2 separate regions of the Mus musculus genome follow, and region 1 is linked to region 2. Evidence: chromatin contacts called from public capture Hi-C data. All regions are on one chromosome and are shown on one strand. The core of a region is the stretch at or near the end of the contact, and the rest is flanking DNA. Distances in the headings are between cores, read along the strand shown. Region 1 overlaps Magi2 (membrane associated guanylate kinase, WW and PDZ domain containing 2). Region 2 overlaps Magi2 (membrane associated guanylate kinase, WW and PDZ domain containing 2).

Region 1 (5,651 bases), core at 1,775-4,274, 79 kb after region 2:
GCTATAAAAATGAATTTTGTATCTGTATTTGCAGCGACCTGTATATGCTTACTGTGCGCTTTCTTATAGCTTTCAATTTGCTACTATGAGGAGTCCTTTCTGGCAATTCTTCACCTGTTCCTGGTTCTATCCTCCCATTAATACGAGGGAGCTTAACTAGATGTGATCTCTAAGTTATTACATGATGATGTTAGTCTATGACAAACAGGGCTACAGCTTCTGACTTACATAACTGTTGGCTTATCCTATTAAATAAAATATATAGTTCAAGCTATAAGGCAAATCATCTAAGAACCAAATGTCTTTGACTATCCGTATGTCATATATGTTAATCCAAATTATATAGCAAGTCTTACTTTAAGTATTAAATTTACCTCACTTCTTACTGTGATTCTGTGCCATTCAGTACTGCACCTGCAAATTAAGCCATAATTCTTGGATTTTACCAGTTTAGAATTTAAGTTGTGTGTCTCTATGACTGTAGTAGTAAACAAGCAATGCCAATAAAGTAAATAAAAATATTATCTTAATAGACGCTCTTTATGTTACTTCCTTTAAAAATTGAAAAGTGATAATGAATATACTAAGGAGACTGTGAAGTTGTTTTGGTGTTTCACCTCCATAAACTCTATCTAGAAATGTTCCATATAGAACTATAGCAAAAATATGGATGGCCTTGATCCAGTTTCCTCCCGACATTGTTATGCCCAACTATATTACTTTTCTGCATGCCAGACTTTTAGTTTTACTGGTGGATAGCTAAGATAGTAAAAGTACAGTTGGAAGGTCTGTAACATATTCATTACATATTTATCAGATGGGCACATTCATGTTTACAAGCAAAATGCACTATATTTGTTAAAGACTATTATGTTAAATTTTCACTGTCGTGACTAAAGAGTCATACCTCATATGTCAAGTAATTAGTTAAAGATATTTTCTTGAGCTAATAATTATGAATAAGTCCACTGCCAGATAGTCCAGCAGGGCCTAAGACTTGTTGGGATGCCTGATGCGTTGAGTCTCATCCTTCAGGTGCAAACAGTAGAGAAAGGAAACAGACTCCTGCACCATGTACACTAGGCTCGACATTGGCCCTGAGGCATATGCCCATAGAGATGCACACACACACACACACACACACACACACACACACTTACACACACAAAGTGTGTAAATCAATGTAATAAAACATTTAAGTATGCTTTTAAAAATATAAATAAATTTTCTTCTAGTTTTATCATCAAATGATATATTGCTTATATATTAATCAAATATACGCTGTCACAGAGACTCTTATAACAGCTATTTATCTGATGCAAATTTTCTGAGTCTGATTTACTATTAATTCATTTGCCTCCCAATTTTTCTATTCTGTAGAACAATAATCAAAATTGCTGTTTTGATCTCTTCACATTTTTATTTGTAGGTTGGACTTGAAAATTCTAGTCCTCAGAGGGTGGTAGCTGACACAGCTCATTTGAGCAAATGTATTCCTTTATCCTTGATAAAATTGATTCCTTTGCCAAGGCTAACAGGAAAGCAGGAAAGGGGCTTGGTGCGAGAATGGCTTCAGCTGGAGAGGGAGGAGATGGCAAAAGGCACATCAGAGCAAAATCAGCTGCAATTTAAAATGTACATGTGTGAAACTGAGCATGTTTTTAAAAATGTGAATGTAGGAAAGTGTGTTTCTGAATTGTCATCAAACTGCCATTGAATTCCTTAGAGTACTCCCTTTAAAGTACTTTACAGAATTCTCACAACTTAAAGATTTAGAAATTTTCTGAATGAATGGAAAGCTGGATAGCTTTAATTTCAAAATAAAAATAAACTAACCTATTCTAAAATGTTCTTTTCAAGTTCCCATATGTACTTACCCCCCTCACAATATAGAGATATCCAACTTTTATTTTATAGCAGTTAAAGTTTGAGGTAACCCAAAATATTAGTTAAATCTGCTTTTAGTGAGAGAACATGAAGAAAAGTGAGATGGTTAACTTTGAAGAGGACTGTCTGAGATTAATTCTTATAGTGTCTGGATCGTTCTTCGGCAGCTCACTAGATACAGACTTTATTATGTCTTTGGGAGTACAAGTGTGTGCACCTTGCATAGATAATCTAAAACTTAGCTTTTACCCGAGAGGACCCAGCAACAGAGGGGTGCACTGTAGTGTGGACAAGAATAAGAATGCAAATGGAATGCTTGGCCTGGGAAGTCTTTTCTGGTTGACAAAATATGGACTTAGTGATCATATAAAAGCTTACCAGAGTTCAGGTCAAAGTCAGCTTTTCCAACACTAGAGCCAATTTTTTTTTTTCCTACCACACTTTAGTTCTAGGCTGTGATTAGACAGATGTTAAGCCTCCATTTCAGATGCTCACCCCATACAATGATTTGTACACACTGCTTTGCATCGAATCACAGATTTTTCCTCAAAGAAGCAAATTAATGCTAAAACAATCTTGTGCGATGTTGTTCTATCTGTCTGGAACCACAAGTCATAATTAGGGATGTGCATAGAACTTTTCCTCTAAAACAGAAAAGTGGGTAATTAAGTTTACGTTTCTGATGAAAGAAACAACTTTTTCTTTTGAAATTATTCTGTCTGGGCTCTGAATTAAAATGGCTTGAGTTCCCCAGTGTCTAAGTGGCTCAGAAACATCTCTTCCCATAACAGTTGTACATCACTAAGCTGCTTCACATTTGGTGCCAACTTATAAAATAAAGCAGACCATTTTGCATGATCTTCATTATTTAAATGTAAGAGACTATCTTAGCGTATCATGAATAAATTTCATAAGCTATAATTTTTCACATATATAAATTAGAGAAGTAATAGTCGAAAGGACTAATTGTAAATTTGGATTGCCCAGCTTTCAATCCTCAAAGTTAACTGAGTCTTCTCAGTGTCTTTATGTATCAAATGAGACCAGTCATAGCTCCAGCCCCATAGATCTGCTCCTAGGATGTGGTGGGATTGCCACATACACAGGGCTGTGTGACTGGGACCTAGAAAGTGCTCAATCAGTGTGACTCGCCACCTTTTACAGTCTAAGAGGAAAAATAAGTCGTCTGTGAGTCATTGCCACTGCATTCCTCCAAATATTGCTTCCAAATTATCCTTCTACAAAGCATGACTTATTTATGATTTTATATACAGTTAATTAGATATACTTTGATGTATTTACATAAGAAAGAATTTATCTTCACTTTGGAGAAAATTCTCTAACCACAGTTCTATGCTGATGCATCATTATCAGTGTGACTCGTTTCTTCATTTCTAAATATAGAAATGAAGCCATTTGATACATGGTGTTTGACTACAGCAAGGTTGTTGTGCTTAAATACTGATACAACTAAGATTGTAACTGATGAATTATATAACACAAAAAAAGTCACAAAGACATTAAATTGTATTTTGCTTATAACTTCTCTTTAAGCTTTTCAGATTTTTGAACAACATTAAAAGAGAGAGAGAGAGAGAGAGAGAGAGAGAGAGAGAGAGAGAGAGAGAGAGAGAGAGAGAGATGGCCTAAATTAAATTCTGTGCACACTGTCAGAGTTTGGGGAGAGTAAGTACCCAGTAATGGAACTCTTGATAGCCCTGTTGCCAGGCACCTCATATGTCAAACACCTGAGATGGCGAGGCAGGTTTAATGGATAGAATGAGCTATTATTAGCAGCTAGAGACTTCCAAGCCCTTGGCACAACCTTTGTCTTTGCAAGGAAGATGGTGAGAGTTGTACCCTAGCTATTTTTCTGCAGTTAAGTTCTTGTGTGAACCATGCATGCTGCAGTATTTCTATCTAAATTAAAAAAAAAAAAAAATCTGGCTACTCCTACTTTCCATAATGCAAGACTAACAGCAACTTAGCTTTTATGAACTTTGGGAACACATTCTCACACAGTCTATCCACACAATGCGGATGTTATTTGAAGGTCAGTTATTGTTCTTCTTGCCTTCATTTTAATAAAAGCAGCTTAAGGTTATTGTACTAGAAAAACAATTAAGTATTATTTTTCACAATTTTACATGTTTGTATTAGAACTCGCAATTCCCTGAAATAGTTTGAAATGGCATGCATCGGATTACAGAGATTGCTTTCACATTCCATTAATTAGTTCACAAAGAATATCCAGAGAAATTGACTATCTAAGACATTCGAAAGCTGTGGGATTCTATTTTCAGGTAAATCTAGCTGTTCATCTGCTTTCTCCAGAGACAGTGTTCTGATGTTTTGTATTGCTGAATATATTCTCCAATAGATGAGCAGAGCCCTCATATTCCTAGTCTAACCCCAGACAGTGGGGTGGTGGTGTAGCCAGGGCTAAGCTTTCTAGATCTCGTGGGACCCAGATGTTCTTTGATAGCATCACACAGGCTCTATATCCCCACTGGGCACTGGGATTGCTATATGAACTGCTACCTGGCATGATTAACTGTGCATCCTAATCTAGGCTCACACGAATCTTGTGCCCAGGGAATTGGAAACAACAGGAAGCATTTTTACCACGTTAAAAATAGTCTTATTCTCCCAAGCGTCAGGCCTAACTGGTCTTCTATTGGTTAAAAAGCATGAATTAGCTGGTTCTCAGGGATTGAACTGGAGGGCAGGGAGATGGCTCAGTGGGTAAATTGTTCGCTGCACAAACTGGAGAAATTCAAGTTTTGATCCAACAACCCAACATAAAAGTTAGTCGTGGTGTTGTACACCTGTAATTCTGGAATAGAAGGCAGAAACAGAGGCCTCACTAAAGTACCAGTATAACTAGTGAGTGAGCCCTAGATACAGGTATGGTGAGAAACCCAGTCTCAAAAAATAATGTGAATATCAATAACTTATTGACCTTTGATATTCCCAGACACATGCACATGTGCACTCATGTACACTCATACATATCTCACACACACACACACACACACACACAGACACACACACACATACACCTATACATGCATATATGTACACATATATACACATGATAAAGAATTGAACCCCGAGGGATAATGAAGCATTCATCTGGCTAAGTACAATGAGAAAGAACGAGAAAGTATGCACTTGGAAGGAACTTTACTGGTATAGAGTTTACTGCAGCTTGACTACTTTTGTATAAATTGATGGTATGAGTCTTTGTACTTGACTGTCCTTCTATATGTGAATATTACAACTATTGGTACCAGTGGAAAATTGTTATGGCTCAATTTATTAAATTTTTATGTTCAGAAAAGTTAATACCTGCTTCCTTGGTTTCTTGACTTGTACAATGAGAATATATGTCAGAAGAGTATCCTAAGTGTTGAACTGAAAGCTTGGTGCAAATTTGCATCACAACATATAGTATGTACTAAATGTAAACTAAACTTTTTTTATGTGTGGAGAAGATAGCGTTCTAAATCACATGAAAGCAGAATGCCAAACCTCAAAAAATATATCCTACTAACCTACTAACACAAGGTCACATGCTACTTCAGTGAATGTGTGCCTCCTGTTAAAATGATTTCAAAAACATTGTGGAATCTTGTAACTGACATTTGCTATAGACAGATCCTCAGGCTGGTCCTTTTATCTTTTATTATCAAATACACAAAGATCATTGATACTACGCCAGTTTTTTTCAAAGATCTTGATCTACTACTCAAATATGTATC
Region 2 (5,701 bases), core at 139-2,638:
ATCTTGAAACTGTTCAACCTATAGTTTGCACTCATGGTCACATATTTTCCCTACTTTGAATAGCAATGTATCTTTATATTAACCACTATATATTGCAATAAATTCCTGTGATCAAAATTGGGAACAGCTCACACTCACTTATGTATATAAATGTAATATTTAGGAGACAATTTAACAGCATGACCGTTAAACACACACCACACACCACACACACACACACACACACACACACACACACACACACACACACCACACACACACTACACCACACACACACACATCACACACACACACACACTACATCACACACCACACACACACACACACACACACACACACACACACAAACACACACACACCACATAATTTCCCTAACCATTGTTTTTGCCCATTGTTACATCACTAGACATGAATTCTCTTCTGTAGAACAGGCCTCAAATCCAGTCAATAGAGCAGTTGATTACCACCACAGTCTTGCCACTCTTGCACAGTGGGTACATCACTAAGACAGCATGCAAGGTCCAGGTCCAGGAATCTTTTTCCCCCCAATAGCTTGCATAGCACCTCCTGGAAATGACAGTTTCCAGCCCAGTTCAAGACTGATTTCTCTGTGATCCCAAATAAAAGTGTCTTGAGCCATGGTTTCTTATCACCTAGTTATGGTGCCCAGTTATTTTAACATCCATACTTCCAACCCGCTTTCTATTTTACCTTATTGCTTTTGGTTATCTAAGAATTTAAAATGTTTTAATGCATAAGCAATGCTAATTATTTACAATGGGTTATATATATTCTTTGTGGGTAATTTTAGCTCAATTTGATAGCAATTGTAGTAAAAATACCTATTTCTTGCTTGTTTTTATTCTGGCAAAACTTAAAAAAAAATTATAAAGCATTCAGGATAGTCCTGAGATGAGAAAGTTGGAGGACTCCCCTATGGTTGAATCCTTCTGAACATCAAGTAGATATCCATTGAGCTTAATTATTCTGTTAATTCCCTCTCATTTAGAACCTGACTTAGAAGATTCTCCTCCAATCAAATCTTTAGCCTCACAGAGTTTATATTCCTGTACAAACAAAACAAACAAACAAACAAACAAAAAACCAGCTTTTCAGGCTTTACCCTTCCTCCAGAAACCTCTTTACTCCCCAAGGAGCAGTTAAAATTTTCGTCTTGCTGTCAGAAACAACCTGGACTGACTGTGCCAGGCTCTGCTTTTGGCACTAAAGACACAGAACTGAGCAAAATTGACTCAAATTAGCATTCTTGTGGGGTGACATGCGAGGAAAAATAAATAATTGAAATATGCAATGGTAAGCAGCATGCTGCATGCTAATAACTACTAAAGAAAAAAAAAAGGCAAATATAGAACTCTTAGGTATATGTGTGCTGGGGACGGATGTGGCTAGAAGTGAGAACTAAAGGCAGGATGAAGGCTAGATGGGCCATCAGAAACATGCTCAGTGTGGAAAGAATTTTGAAATGTTAGCCACATAGATGCTTGGGGGAAATGCATTTCGGGTGGAACTGCCTACTGTTTTAAAGGGAAGTGAGAGGAGTCGGCCTGCTGTTTTAGAGGGAAGTGGGAGGAGTCTGCCTAATGTTTTAGAGGGAAGTAGGAGGAGTCTGCCTGCTGCTTTAGAGGGAAGTGGGAGGAGTCTGCCTGCTGTTTTAGAGGGCAGCTCTACAAGCTTGGTGTCTAGAGTCCTGTGAAGAAGGCAGAGTCTTGCTCTGAGGAGTGTGGGTTGGAAGTAGCTCTCAAGTTGAGAAGGGTTTCATAAGTCATGTTGTGATGAATTGGTTTATTCTAATTAAGTCAGGAACCTCCTTAGGGGGTTAAAAGGACTAATACCGTCAGACTTGTAGTTTAATGAACCCACCTATCTGGCTGAGAAGAAAGGTAGAAACAAAGAGATCCATCACTCTAAATAACTATGATGGTGGCTTAGACCTGCATATTGGTGGGTCAAAAGGAAATCTAAAGATATGCCTGCAGTAGAGACTGAGAGACAGAGAGGCAGCAAGGGTAATGTGGTGGTTAATATTAATTGCAAAGTCAATAGGATTTATAATCACCATGGAAGGCAATCTCTGGGTATGTCTGTGAGGAATTATCTAGATTGTCTTATTTAAAGCTGAAAAACCTAACCTAAATGTTGTTCGTGTATAATTCCATGCGACTGAACAGAAAGGAAAGGCAAACTGGCCACAAGTGTTCATTTCTCTCTGCTTCCTGATTGGGCATGCAATGTCACCAGCTGACTCCTGTTTCTTCTGTCCTCATGTCAGCAAGCAATCAAACTGTGGGGCAGAATTAGCTCTCCCTTTCTTCCTAAAGTTGTTCTCTTCAGGTATTTTGTTAGAATGATACACGTTAATAAATACAGATGATTCCATAGTTTTTCTGTGAGGTCCGTAGAAGTGTCCATGGGGTAGGTAGTTGGGCGTAACACTGGTAGGTAAATCCTACCTGCCCAGTAGACCCTACCTGTCTCTCTCATGTGACCTCATTATATATCTCCTCCATCCATCTGTGTGTCTCCTCCAGTCTCAGTGTGATGCTGTCAGGTGGACGAGATCTCATCAGGAAAGTAACCATGCAGAATTTACCACATGGTATTGTGTAGCTCTTCAGGTTTTCTTTGAAACTGCCTACAGTGTTAACGTTGAAAGAGACCCTAAGGAATTCCTATCTACCTTTCTGCTGATTCACAGGAACACTTAGCTCAAATGAATTAAGTGACTCTTGTAAACAGGAAAGAAGGAGAATAAAGTATGGCTTTTGAAAGAAGGAGTAAGATATGGACAGACACTAGAGGAGCAATTATGTAAGTAAATGATATGCTTTTCAATCTTAAAAAAGAAAACCAATAACAGACTACCAAAGGAGGCTATAAACATATCCTGAGAGATCTGTAAGTGGGACAGAGGCAGCATCTTTGACATGCTGGCAAAACAGACACTTCATCTTCCCCAGCTTTTAACAGCTCTTCAATCCTGACTGTCTAAAATTGTAAATATTAACGAAGAATGCATACTTTTCACTACTGGAACATTAAAAAGAAAAAACAAAAGAATTGGTTTCTAAAAGAAAATGATTCAATACCAATTTTGTTTATAAATTCAGGCTACATAAACCTAATTGACTTTTAAATAAACTAACTTGGAGGAGAAAAAGAAAAGCATTCCTTTGATGTAAATTTTTATCTCATTTGAAGATAATAAGTTTCATTTTGTTTCCATTTGAAAACATTGCCTAATAACAAAACTCTACGAGGAAAATTTTATTTAGTTTGATTTTTCTGCAACTTTTATATTTAATGAACACAAATACGAGTGTAACTAGAGGATAAGAAAGAGCTTTTTCCTCTAACAGCAAATATAAATTAAAATACCTATTTAATTTTTATACGTGTGTGTGTGTGTGTGTGTGTGTGTGAGAGAGAGAGAGAGAGAGAGAGAGAGAGAGAGAGAGAGAGAGAGAGAGAGAGAGAGAGATTGGTGGTGATGTGTAAGTGTGTGGATGAACACGTGTATGGGTTTCATTCTTTACCTTTAATCTTATTTGAAGCAAGAACTGGTGTTCACATGGTGTATACTAGGTCAGCTTGCAGGACAGGCAGCACTCTGGGCACTGCATTCTGCCATGCACCTTGGGACTCCATGCACAGCAGGACTGTGGTTACAAATGCAGGTGGCTTTACATGGGATTACTCTGCTAATACAAACTCAGGTCTTCACACTTGAGTGGTCAGCACTTCACACAGTGGGCTATTTCCGTTGCCCAGCCTTTTTATATTGAGCATGTAAGCCTGCAGAACATTTAGAAAGATGCAGAATAATAATAATAATAATAATAATAATAATTCTTACATATTTCATGATTAAGTGTTAAGTAAAAGAAAGAAAGATGTGGGAAAAAAAGTTAGCCTTGTTTTCTCAATTAATCGCTGCTGACATCTTCCAGTAATATTAAAATAACTGTGCCAAAATCATGGCCTTTTTTTTTTTCCATGATGAGAAAACATTAGCTAATAGACTCAATCAAAGAAGGACAGGTATTTCTCTATTTTAAAAATAAAAGTCTGTTTCTCTATGCTTGACATTTAAAAGAAATAGGTCACATCCTGTGTGTTAGAAAAGATGTATGCTTCCCTTCATTTTGTAAAAATTATTCCACTACAGTAGTTAACAGCTGTTTTGCTAATTAACAACCCAATAAGGTGTTTCTGTGGAGATTTTCTCTCTAAAATCCTGGAATGGGAACTCTGTACTGAAGGGTGTGGTTGACTGGGAAGAAGTGTCCCATAGCTATGAGCTGGGTTGTTGACTCCTTGTGGATTCACCCATTGTAAAACTCCACTTCACTGAATGTCAGTGGAGAAAATCCATAGGGCCAAAGCTCTGAGCTTCTACACAGTAAAACTCCTCCCCCCTAAACACTGTAAACCAATTGAAAACTATCTGTTTCTAAAATAGCACTGTAAATGAAGGCTATCAAGGCACAGCTATAATTATGTTCCTTCTTACATGTGAATATATATGCCGTCCAAGTGGTACATTTAACTGTCTCCAAGTCAAATCAACCCCCTCTGAAAACAAAGTCCATGTGACTTGGTACAAGGGAACATTCCGAGAAAGTCCTTGTGTTACTGGCTACCTCGGGACACCCTTAGCTTTCATTCTGATACCAGAGGTTGTTTCTTTATCAAAAGAAACTGGATTCCTATTCCACCCTGAGTCCAGGTATCTAAGCAATGGTGTACCTTAAAGAACAGCAAGAAGACGGCCAGCTAAACACTATCATAATAGTGACCACTTATGGTTTTCTCAGGCACTGTAGGTACACGTAGAAAAGCATTAAAAACGTGGATCTTACTTTCAAGATGTTCCACAATTCGTTAGATTAGAGTGGAAAAATGCTGGCAATTTAATATAAAATTCATGTTAAATTATTATCAAAATTCTAGACATGCCACAGGGGCTTAGTATTTCAAATTATAATCTATCTATATATAGATAGATTATAATTATATATATATATATCCTCCCCTCTCCCTCTCCCCCTCCCCCTCCCCCTCCCTCTCTCTCTCTCTGTCTCTCCTTCCCCAGTTTACACAAATGTTCGGTAGTGCCATACTCATGATCCTTTCACTAGGCCTGATCAAACCATTATAGTCTAGAGTGACTCCGTTTCCTTTTCTTTCTTCTGAGTCTTCTCTCTCATGAAATACTAAGGTTTCGTCTGTTCCTACTTCCAATCTGTTCTTTGTTGGTCTTATCCCAGTAAACTGTTCTCTGGATCACCCCTGGATCTACCTTCACAGCTCTGACCTCTCCAACAATCTTTTAAGGTCCCAAAAGTCAAAACCATCTAAATCAAGTTCATTTTTCTCTAGCCCTTCTGTCAAAGGGATAGTATATCACTCTTGGTATAGAGATGCTATGTGTAACTGCATTGAACTGGGGTTAGGGGACTGGAAGTCAGTTTCATAACCCAACCTTAGAATAACTCTCAAGCTATGTGTCCACCTATTTACTGAGACCCATTGCTTCTACTTGCTTGATCTATGACAATCTTTCCTTAAGTTTTTTTGAACATCAGCAGTCCTATTTCAAACTATGTCTGTGTCTTTTTTTTTTTTATTGCAGTGTTAAAATACTATGACCAAAACAGTTCGGCAAGGAAAGGCTTTATTT

What was found. Capture Hi-C pulls out chosen DNA fragments and counts their contacts.
Region 1: a contact with region 2 is called in a capture Hi-C map of bone marrow-derived macrophages, with 5 times the contacts expected there. The contact joins two enhancer-like sites. A contact is called at or near these places in 2 of 9 other capture datasets (bone marrow-derived macrophages and liver).

What each region holds. Positions count from the first base shown.
Region 1 is chr5:19,967,262-19,972,912 of GRCm38.p6, forward strand. All of the region lies in intron 2 of Magi2 (membrane associated guanylate kinase, WW and PDZ domain containing 2), which reads left to right. Among named protein-coding and RNA genes, the nearest start is that of Gm23570, 120 kb to the right of the region's middle. Within about 2 kb of position 3,025, at least 13 of the 459 cell types and tissues checked have an H3K27ac peak or open chromatin away from gene starts, as enhancers often do. A contact at or near this core is called in bone marrow-derived macrophages, where this site is marked.
Region 2 is chr5:19,890,308-19,896,008 of GRCm38.p6, forward strand. All of the region lies in intron 2 of Magi2 (membrane associated guanylate kinase, WW and PDZ domain containing 2), which reads left to right. Among named protein-coding and RNA genes, the nearest start is that of Gm52765, 130 kb to the left of the region's middle. Within about 2 kb of position 1,389, at least 28 of the 459 cell types and tissues checked have an H3K27ac peak or open chromatin away from gene starts, as enhancers often do. A contact at or near this core is called in bone marrow-derived macrophages, where this site is marked.